2 separate regions of the Mus musculus genome follow, and region 1 is linked to region 2. The links are chromatin contacts, called in public HiChIP or PLAC-seq maps. All regions are on one chromosome and are shown on one strand. Each heading gives the region's core, a stretch centred on a gene start, on an enhancer-like site or on the middle of the called end of the contact. The rest is flanking DNA. Distances are from core to core; before and after follow the strand shown. Region 1 holds the start of Nop16 (NOP16 nucleolar protein). Region 2 overlaps Hrh2 (histamine receptor H2).

The links. HiChIP or PLAC-seq counts read pairs in DNA pulled down with a chosen protein or histone mark.
Region 1: an H3K27ac HiChIP or PLAC-seq map of embryonic stem cells shows a contact between it and region 2, with 5 read pairs. The contact joins the promoter of Nop16 here to the enhancer-like site in region 2. A contact is called at or near these places in 2 of 39 promoter capture datasets (the C10 cell line and pre-B cells) and 5 of 115 datasets of contacts at active chromatin or transcription factors (bone marrow-derived macrophages, embryonic forebrain, embryonic stem cells and 2 more).

What each region holds. Positions count from the first base shown.
Region 1 is chr13:54,587,678-54,592,882 of GRCm38.p6, reverse strand. It overlaps Nop16 (NOP16 nucleolar protein), which reads left to right and starts at 2,809. Exons shown (of 5, transcript NM_178605.4): 1 at 2,809-3,022; 2 at 3,112-3,220; 3 at 4,216-4,285. The coding sequence starts at 2,916. Higd2a (HIG1 domain family, member 2A) reads right to left here and starts at 2,652. Exons shown (of 2, transcript NM_025933.3): 1 at 2,464-2,652; 2 at 1,736-2,159. The coding sequence starts at 2,617. The coding sequence ends at 1,993. Cltb (clathrin, light polypeptide (Lcb)) reads left to right here. Exons shown (of 6, transcript NM_001347512.1): 6 at 1-497.
Region 2 is chr13:54,212,912-54,217,829 of GRCm38.p6, reverse strand. It overlaps Hrh2 (histamine receptor H2), which reads right to left. Exons shown (of 3, transcript NM_001010973.2): 2 at 2,751-4,261. The coding sequence starts at 3,823. Among named protein-coding and RNA genes, the nearest start is that of Gm16578, 7.7 kb to the left of the region's middle. Within about 2 kb of position 1,834, at least 31 of the 459 cell types and tissues checked have an H3K27ac peak or open chromatin away from gene starts, as enhancers often do. A contact at or near this core is called in embryonic stem cells, where this site is marked.

The DNA.
Region 1 (5,205 bases), core at 1,560-4,059, 370 kb before region 2:
TTGGGAACGACCAAGCCACGCCCCCCAGAGATGCTAAGGCAGGACCTGTGCCTCTCGTAGCTTCTAGTAGCTCAGGTATCCTTTGGTTTGCAGATATAGGTCTCCAGTTTTGCTTACACCCTCACATGGCTGTCTGTGTTCATCATTTTCCCATGTATAATTTGTGTGTCCAATTTTTTTTCTTTTTTTGGTTTTTTTGAGACAGGGTTTCTCTGTATAGCTCTGGCTGTCAATCTTTTTTTTTAAATATGGATACGAGGGGCTAGATATATGGTTCAGTGGTTAAGAGCACTGGCTGCTCTTCCAGAGGTTCTGAGATCAATGCCCAGCAACTAACTACATGGAAACTTAAAACCATCTGTAATGGGATCTGATACCCTCTTCTGGCATGCGTGTGTACATGCAGAGAGAGAGAGGGGAGTGGGGAGAACTCCTAAATAAATTTTAAAACAATGGATACCAGTATTACTGGATTAAAGCCCACCTTAAAGACTGTATTTTAACTATTGATGGTCATGGCTGTAAAGTCCTATTGCCAAATAAGGCCTAAAAAATTAAGAGTTGGAGTTCGACTTTTAAATGTATTTTAGGGGGTGGGGGCATCATAACACTAGGTGGACATTACCTTTAAATACGGCACCATCTTCAGCTCCTTATGCCCTGTTCTTGCATCCTGAGGGCTTCACAATGCAGTGTTCCACACTGGCAATATGCCTTGTGGTTAAGATCATGATGGAGATACAAACACCTAGCTCTAGTCACGGACCTTCCACTCAGAGATTGAAAACATGTCAGGGCCCAAGAAATGTATCTTCACTTTCTTCCCTTTCCCCTTCAGGAGGTATTCAGAGAGGCAGGGTGACCCATGGGAGGATTCGGTTCCTCAAAGCAACACAGTGACTACAGATCACAAATGCCTTTGAGACGCCTGTGTCAAAAGCTGGAGTGGTAAAGAGATCAGCAGAGTGGAGGGTCGCAGAGGAGGCTGCACCGGAGTAAGAGAAGTAGTCAAAGAATGGTGGTGGTGTGTGTTTGAACATCCTGACTCACAACAGGACCACGACAGGCCTCATCTACAGGCTACAGAAACTTGGAAATTGCTGGCAAACTTTCCCGTATTACATCAAACAGCTCACTGAATTAGAATCCCAAGAATGAACATTTGGGAATCTCTACTTTTAACCAGTGCCCCAAGTAACTTGACAGTGCCGAGGAAAGTTTGGATAGCACTAGGCTCTATGTTCCTCTTTCACAACTGGAGAATAAACCTCCGGCCTCACAATCACTATGTACTGTACTGCTGAGCTGTACCCTCAGGCCATTTTAAATGATACAGAGTCTAAGTTACTCTACTGAGTGATCTTGCATTTTTTTTTTTTTCCGAGACAGGGTTTCGAGACAGGCTCTGTATAGCCCTGGCTGTCCTGGAACTCACTCTGTAGACTAGGCTGGCCTCAAACTCAGAAACCCACCTGCCTCTGCCTCCCAAGCGCTGGGATTAAAGGCATGTGCCACCACTGCCCGGTGATCTTGAACTCTTGAAGTCATGTGCAGTCAGGCAAGATTCTTTCTTCTCCCTCAACCTTCAGAACAGTTAAGGCAATAGGCATGCACTGTCAGACCTAGCTGATTTTTAAAGGCCAGTCCTACTGACAGCCTGTTCCCTCTTAAAAATTTAAAGGAAAAATCATGGTTTTGATCGTAGGAATGAGATTAAGAAATAGTTCATCACATACAAGTGTAATAAGCTTTTATTAAGTAATTAAGGGGACGCATCACAAATAGAAGCATGCAACCCAACTGAAATGAACCTGGGATTTTGGGAGCGGGAGGGGGCAGCGGTGGAAGCGCAAATCAGTTACAAAATCGGCCACTTCCTCACCCAAATGACAATAAGGTCCGGTCTGAAACGGAGGGAGCAAGTCTGACAGGGATGTCTGTTGTTCCTGGGTTTTGTAATGGTTTCCATGGCGCTTTAAGACCCGGCTATACTCAGGCTTGAGACTTCATAGCAGATGCCGCTAACCCCAACAAGATGGCTACGACCGTGAAACCCTGTGCAGCGATCCGGGTGCGCATCATGAGTTGGGATCGGTGGCTCTGGCCGCGGTGGAAGCAGTAAAGGCCATAGGTGAGGGCAGCCGCCGTCCCCAGACAGCCTGGGGAGAGGACAACACACGCGGGAGGCAACAGGTCGGGTCCTGCAGGTCCCTTAAGGATGTAGCCCGTCCCAGCTTTCCCAGAGCCACAACAGGAGGGCAGTTCTACAGTCTGCTTCATCTAGTCCCAAGCCCCGCAATGCATTCCGATTCGTTTCAGTCACCCCCCACCCCGCACCGTCATTTCGTCACACCTCTGGTCCGCTCCCCTTCCCAAACCCCAGGCTTACTTGATCCACCCCTATTTCCTTTCCCTACGAAACCGCTGTCCTCTCGGTCTTCCGTTCCTACAGCACACACTTACCTATAGGCACCATTGGGTTCTCACGGGTCTTGCGAATAAACTTTTCCTTAAAGCCCTCTGGGTTGGAGTAGACCGTGGGGCTGAAGCCCTCGATAACTGGGGGCTTGGACGGATCAAAAGGCGCCTCTGGACTCACAGGACCGGGAGCCGCCATACCCACCAGCACAGAAATAGGTAGGACACAAATCCGGACACCGGACCCCGCCTTCTGATGAGGTCACTACGGGGCGGGGAAATAGCTTGCTGAGTGTAGCACGCAGGCGCCATTGCCCGTTGCTTTCTGGGAGTTGTAGTAAGTGAATGTGGAGGCACTAACTACTAAAACTACATTTCCCAAGAATCCTTGCGCGCACGGGTGGACGGAGACTATTAACACGCGGCTCTGAGAGCGTGGTTCTTGAGTTTGAGCTGCTGTTTCAAGGGTTTGAGCTGCTGTTGGGGCAGTTAGCGAGATGCCCAAGGCTAAGGGAAAGACTCGGAGGCAGAAGTTCGGTTACAACGTCAACCGAAAGCGTCTGAACCGGAATGCTCGTCGGAAGGCAGCGCCACGGATTGAGTGGTGAGGGGCCAGTTTGGAGGCGGGGGCCTGGGCTGGGATCTAAGGTGAGGTGACAGAATCTCGATTTCTCTCTCTCTCTTTGATGTTAGTTCCCACATACGACATGCCTGGGACCACACCAAATCCGTGCGGCAGAACCTGGCGGAGATGGGGTTGGCCATGGACCCCAACAAGGCGGTTCCCCTCCGTAAGAAGAAGGTACTGATAACGCAAAGCACTTTCCCCATCTCCACACTAGCCGCTTCCTATTTTCCTTCCCACCTGACGTTCCTTCACTGAGCAGAGTTTCAGAATTTGTTCTCTCTCTCTCTCTCTCTCTCTCTCTCTCTCACACACACACACACACACTTACTTCCCATATTTGTGATAAAGTCATTTTGCTTGCACTAATTCTGGTCAAAGACCTTTAACGACCTCCTTTATTCACGCCCCCTCCTCTGCTTACCATTTCTTCTCAGGTCAGTGGAATTTTCTAGAATGTATCTTTTTCTGTCCCCCAGAGCTTGAGGGGTTTTTTTTGTTTTGTTGTTTTTTCGTTTTTCGAGACAGGGTTTTTCTGTATAGCCCTGGCTGTGCTGGAACTTACTTTGTAGACCAGGCTGGCCTCGAACTCAGAAATCTGCCTGCCTCTGCCTCCCAAGTGCTGGGATTAAAGGCGTGCACCAACACCCCCCGGCTTACCCCAAGAGTTTTTTTTTTTTTTTTTTTTTTTTTAGTAAAATTATAACTAAGCACTGGCAGGTAAGTCCTCCCCATGAAGAAGCTATCGGACATGGCTCCCTGTAACTTATAAAGCGCTCTTCATGCACATGGTTTTTGTGGTGCTACTACACAGCAGAGTAAGGAAAGCATAGATATAGGCAGAAAGATGAATTGCTTGTTAAAAATATTACTGTGGGTGTCATATGCAACTGTATGAACATATCATGTGTGGTGTGACATGTGAGTGTGAGCATTAACATACCATGTGTGGTGTGACATGTGAGTGTGAGCATGAGCATACTGTGTGTGGTATGACATGTGAGTGTGAGCATGAACATACCGTGTGTGGTGTGATCTGGTTCTAGTGACTTTGGGCAAGGATTTTCTGATACAAGACATAGTTGTGTTTCCATAGGGAATGTCCTTCCCTAACGTTGGTCAAACTCTGACCAAAGGTGCTTGTCTGTTGGTCTCAAACCTGTTCTTTACAGGTAAAGGCCATGGAGGTAGACACGGAGGAGCGACCCCGGGATCTTGTACGGAAGCCCTATGTGGTAAATGGTGAGTGTGGGCTGTGTTCTTCTACCGTCCTGTCCTCTCTCATGTAGAAAGGGCACTCTGACTCTTCACTCTACAGCCAGAGAGCCCAAGATTCAAAGAGAGAGAAACGAAGAAGTCCAGGGTTCACAAGTAGTACTGTGCCCTGGCTGAGTTGTTTTCCAGCTAATATTGATGAGATTTCAATGGATGAACTAAGGTAGTAGACGCTCATACAAGCTAGAACTGGGTGTCTGAAAGGACGAAGAAGAAGGTCTCAGGCTTGTGCCCAGTTTCTCATGACTCGAGAGCTTGGCCTGTCATTTAGTCTGTCCAGTGATACATTTACTCCCCATGTGTTCCTGCTGTAGAGAGAGGCACACACCCTGCAGGAAAGAGAATATTCTTTGTTTGTTTGTTTGTTTGTTTGTTTGTTTCAAGACAGGGTTTCTCTGTGTAGCCCTGGCTGTCCTGGAACTCACTCTGTAGACCAGGCTGTCCTCGAACAGAAATCCTCCTGCCTCTGTCTCCCAAGTGCTGGGATTAAAGGTTTGCGCCACCACACCGGGCTGAGAATATTCTTGAATCCTTGCCTAACCTTTTCCCTACCTGTTGTAGGTTTATTGTGTGTGTGTATTTTTTTTAATTAATTTATTTTTATTGTATGCATATGGAGTACACTGTAGCGTGTTCAGACACACCAGAAGGGGGCATCGGATCCCATTACAGAGGGTTGTGAGCCACCACCTGATTGCTGGGAATTGAACTCAGGCCCTCTGGAAGAGCAGTCAGTGCTCTTAACTGCTGAGCCATCTCTCTAGCCCCTTGTCATTTTTTATTTGTGTGTTGGAAATTGAACCCTGGGCCTCTTGAATGCTAAGTGTACACTCAGCCTTATAGCCATACCTCCATTCAGGTGATTTTATTTTTTCACATCTCCTGAT
Region 2 (4,918 bases), core at 585-3,084:
AAAGGAATAAGATCCCAAGGGCCCAGCCTTTCGGCTTGCTCTGCACTACAGATGGATCAAAGCCTTCCAATGCCTCTGCTTCCCCTTCTGGTATCTAAAGGACTGAGTCTGAGGTGTCTGTCAAAAGCAGAGCCATGTTCAAATCCAGGTGTTTGTTGGACAGAGGCCAGGCTTGGAAGACAGACAGGTGTGGACTGGACTCTTAGTTCTGTCATGTCTGAAAAGGTGGTGGCCCAATGCCAATTGGTTTGTCTCTGGGTAGCCTGCTGGTTCAGGGCTACCCTGTGAGAAGCTCTGCTGTTTGCCCAGGGCTATGTGTTGAGAGCACTGGTGTCTAACAAGGGTTTGGTAGACATTTGGTAAGAAGCTCACATCTAGTGATGGAATTGGGGTGGGATGGGTGAGGTGTCCCCCACAATGGGGCTGAGGAGGGGCAGACAGAGCCTCAAGCTAGAAAGATAGGGCTAGTTAGTTTTGTTAACTCTCCCGAGAACCCTACATTGTCTGGCTGTGCCCTGCCCCTCTCCACTCAGGGGAGTCTGGGTCGGCTGCCTTCAAGATTCTTGGTAGGGTTAAAGGCTTTGGGTAAGTTCTGCTCTTGCCTTCAGACAGAGCAGAGAAGACATGCTGTCAGTCAGCAGGGAAGCTGGGAGCTGACCTTACTGAGGGATGAGAAAGCTCACAGTGCCCAGGATGCTCAGAGAGAAAACCTGGCTGTTCTTAGTCTCCTGCAATTCTAAAGAAGTATGTGGGCTCTCTGATCCCTCTTCTCTGCTGAGCCCACCTGCTCACTGTTCTCAGAGGATCAAGACAGACCACAGTTGAGCTCTCCGGGATCCGAGCTCTGGGTCTACTCTGCAGCAAGCACCACCTCTTGGCTGACCATGGCTTTCCCCAGCCTGTACCAAGGGCGACCCTGAGGACTAGAAGAAAATGTGGACCTTCAGACTCACCAGGTACCAGTACCCAGAGACTCCTTAGTAATGGAGCCTCTGGGAATGTCCAACCATGCAGTACTTAGGGAAATTTACTGGACTCTTTGGGTCTAGGTTGCCTGTCTATGAAGTGGAGGTTAGGAGTTAGAGAGCTGCTTCTTGGAGAAAACAGATTCCCAACATCTGTGTCAGGTTCTCACACCTGTCTATCACTTTAGTTCTTGGGAATCTGATGCCCGCTCTTGGCCTCTGCAGATAGCAAATGGAAGGAGTCAGGTGGAACTTAGTCATCTCTGCCAAGTGTGTAATAGGCTGCTAAGAAACTTGAAGGAATGGTTGATACCAAGTAACACACAGGATGAACCAAACAGGACTTGTTTTCTTCTTCTCCTGTCTAGTCTGTAACCCTTGCGTCTTTATTCTTCCTCCACGGTGAACTCAATCAACTTTGTGAAAGAAGTGGGGTGATGTGATTGAGGGGAGTATTTTATCCGTCAGGATGGGACAAGGAAGCCTCCAGGTGCGGGACACCCTGTGTGGCCTTGGAGGACGGACTTGATAGTGAGGGATGGGGGTGGGGGTTGGGGAAGGTCCAGAGGCTAGAATGATACAATTTGTGACACTGTAGCAAGAGTTCAGGAACAATAAGGTTTTCTCCAGAGGGAAGGAGGAGAGGAGCAGGTGTGCAGCCTATAGGAGGACCTGCCTATGGAAGGGCGTGGCAATGGCAGTTCTAAGCGCAGCTGTTCCTCAGAACTCAGAGCCTACCATCAGGGCTTGCAAATGAATGGATAATGAAAGGAATGACTGGGTAGGCGCCATTGACTAGCACTGTAGGGGGCTAAGGCGTGGTTTATGGGAAGAGAAAGAGAAACCACCTTCATTGAGCAACTCCTCTGTTAGGCGCTTGACCCTCTTAATGCCTCAAGCAGGCGCTGGCTCTGCACACATCTAGCTTCCTCACTGCCTCCCGAGACAGGGCCTTGGGTCCTTGCAACACCCTGCAGTGACTTTGTCCTTCAGTGAGTTTATTGAAATCTCATCTTGATTCTGTTTCTCTTCCTAGCCTGGACACTTCCCATGCTCCCACTCTTACTGCACTCTTCTTACCCAGTGTTCTACAGGTTTTGTTTGTTTTGTTGTTGTTAAGTAGCCTACAAGATTTTGCTTTTCTCTCTTCCCCAACCCATGGATCAACGCAATTCCCTTCTTAAATATCTACAGGCTCACTTCGCTAGCTCACATCAAAGAGGTCACAATAGCCTTCTCTCCACAACCCAGATCTGCTAACCACGTCCTCCTTTCTGAAACCCAGCTATATGAAGTCCACTTGTCCCTAGTCCTTGTGTCTGTCCCTCCCTAAATTCTACACACAAGGCCCACATTTGCGGTTCTACTGAGGCCACACCTTCCAACCTCTGCCATTCTCATCCCCTACTGACTGGAACACTCCCCAAGGAAGAAGCGATTTGCATATGACTTTTGCATGCTCCGCCCCCCCCCCCCCCCACCAGGGTATAACTGATCACTCACAATTCCTGAGTTGCAGAGTTGGGCCTTACTTAGGCTACCTGATGGAAAGGCAGTTATGTTAGAAAGAAGGGCCTCAGAGCTCTGGAGTGAGTAACATTCTGTCAAGCTCCGTGGATCTTGGTAAGATCTCTGTTACCTTTAACGTGGCCTTTTAAAAAGGAAGGTAAATGGTCTACCTAAGAGGATGAGAGATGATTTCTGTAAAATGCTCACGAACCGGTCTCAGCATCATCTACACAGAGGGTGGGGTGTCTCCCAGCACTTCCAACCCACACCACTTACCTGACTGGGCTTCCCTGGGGGTGTGTGAGTTCTGTCCCACTCCACACCTGAAGCTTCAGGGGCTTCTCCTCCTGCCATCTACCTTCTCGGCTTTGGCTCCTGGACAGCAGAGAGTTGTTCAACCTCAGGGAAGTTTTGTGAGAGTTGTGGCTTGCAAGCTTGCAGTGGAAGAGCTGTTGGTACGCCATGCGGAAGTCTCTGTTGAGGGTGGCGTACAGGATGGGGTTCAGGGCTGAATTGGCATAACCCAACCATAGGACGATACCCTCGACCACCTCGTTCACAGCGTCATCCCCTCTCAGTCCACGGTAAACGAAGGCAGTGAAGTAAGGAAACCAGCAGACGATGAATGCTCCCATGACGGCAGCCAGGGTCACGGTGGCTTTGTGTTCTCTGATGGTGGCTGCCTTCCAGGAGCTGATGTGGTTGATCCTCTTGGCTTGCTCCCTGGCGATCTTAAAGATTCTGTAGTAGGTGACACACATGATGAGAAGAGGCAGGTAGAAGGTGACCATCCCATCCACCAGTCCATATACCTCGTTGACCTGCACTTTGCACTTGAAGGTGTCATTGCCCCCTCTGGTCCCATTTCTGCTGTTCCATCCTAGGTGAATAGAGAGGAAGGAGAGGGTGATGGAAATGACCCAAATAAAGACCAAAGAGATGGCAACGCGAACAGGGGTGACCAACACGGGGTACCGCAGTGGGTCCGTGACAGCGCAGTAGCGGTCCAAGCTGATCATGAAGAGGTTGAGGATGGAAGCTGTGCAGAGCATCACATCCAGGCTGGTGTAGATGTTGCAGAAGACCTGGCCAAAGCTCCACTTGAAGGACAACTGGTAAATGGCAGAGAAGGGCATCACCAGGAGGCCAAGAAGCAGGTCAGTGGCTGCCAGGGACACAATGAAGCAATTGGTCAGACTGCGGAGCCGACGATTCAAGCTGACAGCCAGGCAGACGACCACATTGCCAGCAACAGTGATGAAGATGAGGGTGGTGAGGACCACACTGATGGTGACTTTCAATGCAATAGAGTCCAAACAGCAGGAATGAACCGTGCCATTGGGCTCCATTCTGGGGCCCTGTGGCTTCTACACTCACTTCTTGGCCTTGGTGGCTTCTCTTCTAGCCCTAACCACTGGGCTCCCAACCAAGCCAAAGTTTGGGAGGGTGTAGTGACTGACCCAATGCTGTTCTAGCAATAGTTCAAGCTTTTTCTTGTGAAGTGCAGGACATAGGTAAGAATGAAGTAAGGCAGGGCCTTAAAAGCTCACACCCCAGTCCTCAGCAGGTCTTCCATGCCAGACTTCTCCCAGGTCTGTAGTATACACCTATCTTCTAGGTTCCTCATGGAGACTGAGGCACTGCTGGATGTATCTTGAGGTGGCTTAGGTTTTATATGTAAGAGATCACACACATAGGCTGTCATGTCCTTTTCCATGGCTGGTGCCTGTTTCCATCGATGGCTTAAGGTACAACACTACTGGCTACTCTTTCTGGGGTCATAGGAGCTGAAAATGTAAAGATCAAGTGTTTAGCACTTCAGAATTAGACCAATAACATGACTGTTCCAAGATGAGTCTTTCTAGACATCCATCACCTGATTAGAGGTCAGGAGGCAATGGGGACTCTTCTAGGTATCCTTCCTTAGGAAAGACCAAGATGATTAGGGCACATGTTAGATGGTGAAGGGTACCAGGATATAAGTCTATAATACTATGAGAAAAAAAAAGTGGAGGGGCAGGTCTAGGACAAGCCTGCTTTCCTTTGCTACTGGTGGCTGCCCGACCCCACTGGTAGACATTTGTCCTCAGTTGATTAAATGATGCATTGAATGAGTGGGTAAATAAATGCACTCAATTTACTCTTATTTAGTGTGTGAAACACTCTAAACCGGGGACTGACAGCCTTTTCAGAGAAAAAAAAACCAGGCAGTCTGTATTCTTTTCCTCTCAGTCTGCAGGGTGTCTGCCTAACTGACAACGCTGCCACTGTCCCTAAAAGCAGCCACTTAGGACCGTGTGCCAAAGAATGCATGGATCTAGCTTCGTGGTGGATGTGGAACTGCAAATTTTATATTGGCTTTTCTCTGCTACAAAAATCATCATGAGTTCCCCCAGGCCCTAACAATCTCAAAGGATCCTTATCTCCCGTACAAAAGCAGGCAC